2 separate regions of the Mus musculus genome follow, and region 1 is linked to region 2. Evidence: chromatin contacts called from public HiChIP or PLAC-seq data. All regions are on one chromosome and are shown on one strand. The core of a region is the stretch at or near the end of the contact, and the rest is flanking DNA. Distances in the headings are between cores, read along the strand shown. Region 1 overlaps Pkp1 (plakophilin 1). Region 2 holds the start of Lad1 (ladinin).

The links. HiChIP or PLAC-seq counts read pairs in DNA pulled down with a chosen protein or histone mark.
Region 1: a contact with region 2 is called in an HNF4G HiChIP or PLAC-seq map of pancreatic cancer cells. The contact joins the enhancer-like site here to the promoter of Lad1 in region 2. A contact is called at or near these places in 3 of 39 promoter capture datasets (embryonic stem cells and macrophages), 1 of 484 Hi-C or Micro-C datasets (cerebral cortex), 1 of 115 datasets of contacts at active chromatin or transcription factors (pancreatic cancer cells) and 2 of 9 other capture datasets (liver and pancreatic islet).

Annotation. Positions count from the first base shown.
Region 1 is chr1:135,894,277-135,897,159 of GRCm38.p6, forward strand. All of the region lies in intron 2 of Pkp1 (plakophilin 1), which reads right to left. Among named protein-coding and RNA genes, the nearest start is that of Pkp1, 23 kb to the right of the region's middle. Within about 2 kb of position 1,330, at least 20 of the 459 cell types and tissues checked have an H3K27ac peak or open chromatin away from gene starts, as enhancers often do. A contact at or near this core is called in pancreatic cancer cells, where this site is marked.
Region 2 is chr1:135,817,249-135,820,012 of GRCm38.p6, forward strand. Lad1 (ladinin) reads left to right here and starts at 1,350. Exons shown (of 10, transcript NM_133664.3): 1 at 1,350-1,768. The coding sequence starts at 1,731.

The DNA.
Region 1 (2,883 bases), core at 80-2,579, 77 kb after region 2:
CTGATGCTCCCTCTCTTCCGGCTCATCCTTAGGTAGGAAGCTCTCAGGAGCCCACTGGGTCACTGTGTAGGCAAGGAACGTGAGTTCTAGAGTGAGCTGGATCAAAGCAAACCAATACATTTCTTAAGCTCCTACGGCCCAAGAAACCTGTATTTGCTGAAGTCTTCGGGCAGGACAGTAAGCAGCCATTCTGGACGAGGTGGCACCCACCTGACTGTTCTCTCTGCTTTCTTCTTTTGTATTGCTACCGATCGGACTGTGGTCCTAGGCACTTCCTAACTTCTCCCACCAGACCCCAGGGTCCCCCTGGCCCTGCCTCCTCAGACACTCAGACCTGCCTTTCTCAGGCAAAGCTTCCGTCAGTCCCAACTTTGCTGCAGAGCTTACTGTATCTCTGCTACTTACCAGGCAAGCACATCAACTTGACCCTATTCCCTCTAGCCCTCTATAACCCCCACAGCCAGCCATTTCTTCCCTCCTAACACCTCCCTCTCACACTGTCCCACAACAGCAGACATACCCTGGGCCCCTGCTTCACCTGCTCTCTGCCCACCATTTGAACTCTACATTTCTCTCAAGTCTCTGCCCAAACCTGTCATCTACATCGAGTCTGTTGTGCCCCTTCCTGGCTCTGGATGCCCACAGCTGGACTCCTCCAGCTGCACACCTAATATCCCCTGGTCTTGTCTGCTCTCTGGTTATCACAGCAGGGCTCATTTATTCTCCCAAGCTTTTCAAGCAAAAGGCATTTTACTGTGCCTAGCCCGATGAGTGGTGGTGGTAGTGGTGGTGGTGGTGGTGGTAGTGTGTGTGTGTCTATGTGTGTGTGTGTGTGTGTGTGTGTGTGTGTGTGTGTGTGAGCAGTGGCTGGGTTCCCAGCATGCACTGGTGGAAAAGAGAGGATTTCTCCTGGGAATGGAGGCTCCAGTTGCTGTTGAGCACTGGGTTCCCCATGGCCTCCTTGCCCAGGAGTCTACCACAGATGAAGTGGGCTGGTAGAGGATAGGAGGGCCTCTGAGCAGGGCAAGACAGGTGGCACAGACTGAGCTCTGCTGAGGTTCAGGACACTTCCCTTTACCCTGACCTGGGATATAGCTGATACCTGGCTGATCCCAGAAAATTCTATTTCGATTCTGCATAACCAGACAGAAACTGCCTAGCTCTTTGGGAGCTGTATGTGCAAGGCAGGCCAAGATGAAAAGAGTGTCCGTGTCCCCAGCTATTAGCCCATTTTGAAACCACGCTTCTGCCAACAAGGTGGGGCTGGCCAAACTGGCTCTGCCACAGGACACACCCTTCTCTGCCTGGCAAGTCACACACCCAGTGGAGTGTCCAACAGGGCCATGTTCAGCAAGGCAATCTCCCCACGCCCTTTGCATGAAAGCCAGTATGCATACAACTTCACAGAGTCCTCATCCCTTGTGGGCCCAGAGAGAGCTTTCTAGAGAAAGGACCTGACCAGAAAGCCCCTGCAGGACAGGCTTCATGGTTGTTAATCTCTCAACTACCATTGCCTGTCTGTGCCCACTGAGGACCCTTACACAGTAATGACAACAAGCTGTCTTGCATTTTACTAGGGATTTGTCCACTCCTGCGGAACAAGCTATATCTGATATGCAGATACTTTGTTGAGTGTTCCTGGGCCTTTTAGACTCTGTTCCTTTACCAACAAGGCATCCAAGAGGGGCACACAGGACCCAAGGCATAGAGAGTTCTCTGAAAGGCACAGAGGGTTGCTTATTTAGCAGTCTGAGTCAGTAAGTGAGCTGCTGAGATCTGAGTTACTAAAGATGGAACTTCATCAGGGAGAGAGTCAGTCTCTGACTCGTCTTGAGAAGCAGAGGGCCCAAACTGGGCTGGACTTCTTATTTCCTGGCACACAGTTGTAAGGACAACCACACTGGTCGGACTCCCCGATGTCCATTCAGGCACAGAGGTGCCACTTGGCCTTGAAGGAGGCTGGGGTGGGTGTTCCTCTTTGTGGAGTCTCAAAGGCAAAGAGACACAGCTGCAATTATGTCACCACAGCCTGAAACTCAGGGGCACTCCAGAAACACCCGAGAGATGCCCATGATCCCAAAGGTACTGTCTGGTTAACAGTTTTGTTTTGTTTCTTTGGTTTTTCAAGACAGGGTTTCCCTGTATATCTTTGACTGTCCTGGGACTTGCTCTGTAGACCAGGCTGGCCTTGAACTCACAGAGATCCACCTGCCTCTGCCTCCTGAGTGCTAGGATTAAAGGTCTGCACCTCCTCTTCCCCATTGGCAACCAGTTCCTATCTGAGAAGAGGAACAACGGCAGACTCCACTGTAGTCCAGCTCCAGGGCCCAAATACGTTTTGTTACTGATTTTTTTGTCTGTCTGTCTGCTTGAAATAGTCTTAACTCATTGTCCAGTCATAATTATTCTTTCTCAGCCTCCTAACTGTTAGGATTATAGGGATGAGCCACCTTAGAAAAACATTAAAATGTAAAAAACAAACGTTTGGGTGCCCATCTCGAAAGTGTACGTAGACTTTGTGAGAAAGCTGGCCAGTAACAAACACTCAGGGTCTCTCTTGACCTCCGAAGAGCATGAACTGGGAGCACCTACCAATACAATACGTAATAATGGTATTACGAGACATTTGCAGATAACTGAAGACGGAGCTCCCAAAGCATCTAGATGGCTGCAGCCCAGGTCTGGGGGCACTACAGAACTCTGATCAGTAGCCTGAGAGGCTTTTGGGAGGTGTCTTTCTCTCTGGAGACACCCAGTGTTCCTGTGACCTGGCCTCCTTGGCTGTAGGTTCCAGGTCCTCCTTATGGGGGTGAGAAGCCCCTAGGGTCTCCTCATATACAGTGAGAGGCATGAAACTGAGCAGGTACCAACTGCTATCAGAAC
Region 2 (2,764 bases), core at 100-2,599:
GATCCAAACTGCTACTGAGCACACCTGTGCCCAGCAAAGTGTTGAGGCGACTCTGAGGCGAGATTCCCTTTCAATGCTTGGAAGCCAGGACATGGACACAGATTCCAACTCCATGTTATTGAAACTTCCCTCCCTCCTCTTTCCCACTCATCCCCTGTCCATGGGCTACGGGGCGCACAGTGCCAAGTCTCTCCGAGCTCCCACACCAACATCCAATGAACTATTGGACAGCTTTTTCTAAAACCTTTAATTCAAATGGGTGTTGAATGCAGTTGACAGCTTGACCATATGGAGACAGGTCCCCAAATGGAGTATCATAAGGTCCAAATGGCAAGAAACCCTCTGTTGGTCTCTGGTCAACTTCCTCCCTAAGACCTCTGGAATCCTTGTCCCTTGACCTGAATCCCTGACTCTGGAATCCTTGTCCTGAATCCCAGTTCCTCTCACATCGGGCAGAGGTATGTGAATCACTTCTGGGCCCACAGTTCAGCTTCCCAAAGCTCTTGCTAACCCCACTTCCTGTTCAGTGTCACCTTTGATTACACACTCCTCCCCCATCCCCTTCTTCGTTTCCTTTGTAGATTACAAAAATGGCCCCTCCAGCTCGAAGTGGTGGCTCCTGCCTTTAATTCCAGCATCCTCAGCTTTCAGGAGGCAGAGGCAGGTAGATCTCGAGAGGCAATCAGGCCAGACTCTGACATCCCATCCTGTGTGCTGGGCAGCACCCCAGCCTTCTCTGAACAGTGCCAGTAGCAGCTATTGATTCCATTTCTGATCTTTCAAGGAAAATAAAATTCCCCATCTAGGTATCTGACCTTACACATTCAGTAAGGAGGTAGGTTCCCGAGTGGAAAGCAGCTGGTGCTGCGCTCGCCCACGGGTTCCCACGGGTTCCCACGGGTGGTGTCCGAGTTGCCTCAGGTTATTGCAGTATTAATCTCAGTTACTTATGGACCCTCTTCCTACGACACAGTTATACACCTGTGGGGTATCAAGGAACAGGACCGTGCTTTTGGCGCATATGGTTTTTCATAGCGGTGTCCACTCTATTTTGGCGGGCTTGAGTCTCAGCTCCTTTGAGGAGGGGCTGGTTTTCTTACGCAGTGTCTGCTTATCTAAGCCGAGTCTTTCAGGTAGTTTCTGACCCCCGGGGTGTTTTCTAGGAGCCCCTTACTTCTTCACCGTTGCAGGCACTCTACACCCAAGACTACGGTACCTGATCTAACCTTTCTCCCTGCCTTCCAGCTCTTGGGTTTCTGCCGGCTAAGTCGATTTCCAGGCAGCGAGCTCAGCCTGACCCCGATCTTTGGGTTCCGTCCTCCCCCCAACCCCCTCCCCGACTCCCTGGCACTCTGGACCGCGACTCCCAGGGAAGACGCGGGCCGGCGCCGAGCTGGTCCAACTGGTTCTGAGCAGGAAGTCTCCCGCCCTCGCCCGGGGCAGCAGAGCAGCCCCGCGCTAGCCCCGGCGTGGGTGCAGCCCGCAGCTCGGTGCGACCGTCCCGCAGAGCGGCCGCGCGGGAGACCCGCCCCAGCGGTGATCAGCGCGGCTTTGTCTGGGACGCCCACACCTCAGAGGCCGCTCCTCCGGCCGGCGAATGGGAGCGCGGCGGCGCGGGGCCGAGCCGGGCTGAGATAAGCGGCCATGTGACCCTACCTGGCGCGGGGAGGGGCCGCAGGTGAGCGGCGGAGCAGGGAGCTCGGCACGCGGCGGCCGTGGGGCTCGGCAGCATGTCGGTCAGCAGAAAGGACTGGTCCGCGCTGTCCAGGTGAGTGCAGCCACAGGGGCCGGGTGGCCCGAGGCTGGGGGGTGGGAGCTGTGCCCCTTCGGATCTCCTCTCCCAGACACAGGCCTGCTCTCCGGACGAAGTGAGACACTGGTCTTGTTGCTTTTCGGTGGGGATAGAATTGAGACCAAACTCTGGTCCCCCTAGGTGACAGAGCGGGTGGTCTCCTTGCTCCTTCTCAGCTTCCTGTCCCCTTAGGTCTTAACCAGTACGTTTAGGGTAAGGCTTTTCCGCAGCCTGGACAGCCCAGGGTGCTACTGTCTGTGAGGGCAAGGGACCGTTTTAGGGGGCTGGGAAAATTCAAGAGTTACCCCAAGACTTATTCTTGAGCGGACCCTCAGCCTCTGCGCCTCTGTTAAGAGTTTTAGAATGGATCTGGGAAGTGTCCTTTAGCCCCACCTTATGGAGTCAACAGAACCCGGGTGTGTGAATAGAATCAGAGAAAGTAGCACCCCCACCCCATCCCAAAGAGAGGCTCAAATTCTGAGCACAACATTTGGAGTGGTATCTATGCCACTTGAGGTAAGATGTTATCCTTGTCTGCGCTACAATCTGTGTTTGTGAATCTCAATGGGTCAGAGAATATCTTTGCCATTTCTGCCTGCTGGACAGCCTATCAGGGTCAGAGAAGCCTAGGAGGGGTCAGTATCTAGGAGGCCGCCCCTCTCTTTGTGGCTCCTCTTGGAGCTGCCCCTCCCTCTCCAGAAGTGTTGGAATGAGCATCCGTTCTTCCAATTCCTCACACTGAGTCCCTAACTGGGAAGGCATCCTTTGTCCTAAAGGTAACAGAGGCTCCGGCCAGAGCCCTGTCCTTTCTATTCCTCAGGTTCCAGTCAGGGTAAAATTGGCCTCTTGGCTTCTCTCAAGTGGGCTTTCAGTCTTCAGGTCTTTTGTGGGGTCGGAGCTACGACTGCAGGTGCAGCCCAGTATGGGTACCACCTCCTATCAAGGCATCTCTCACACTGAGAGCTGCTGCCC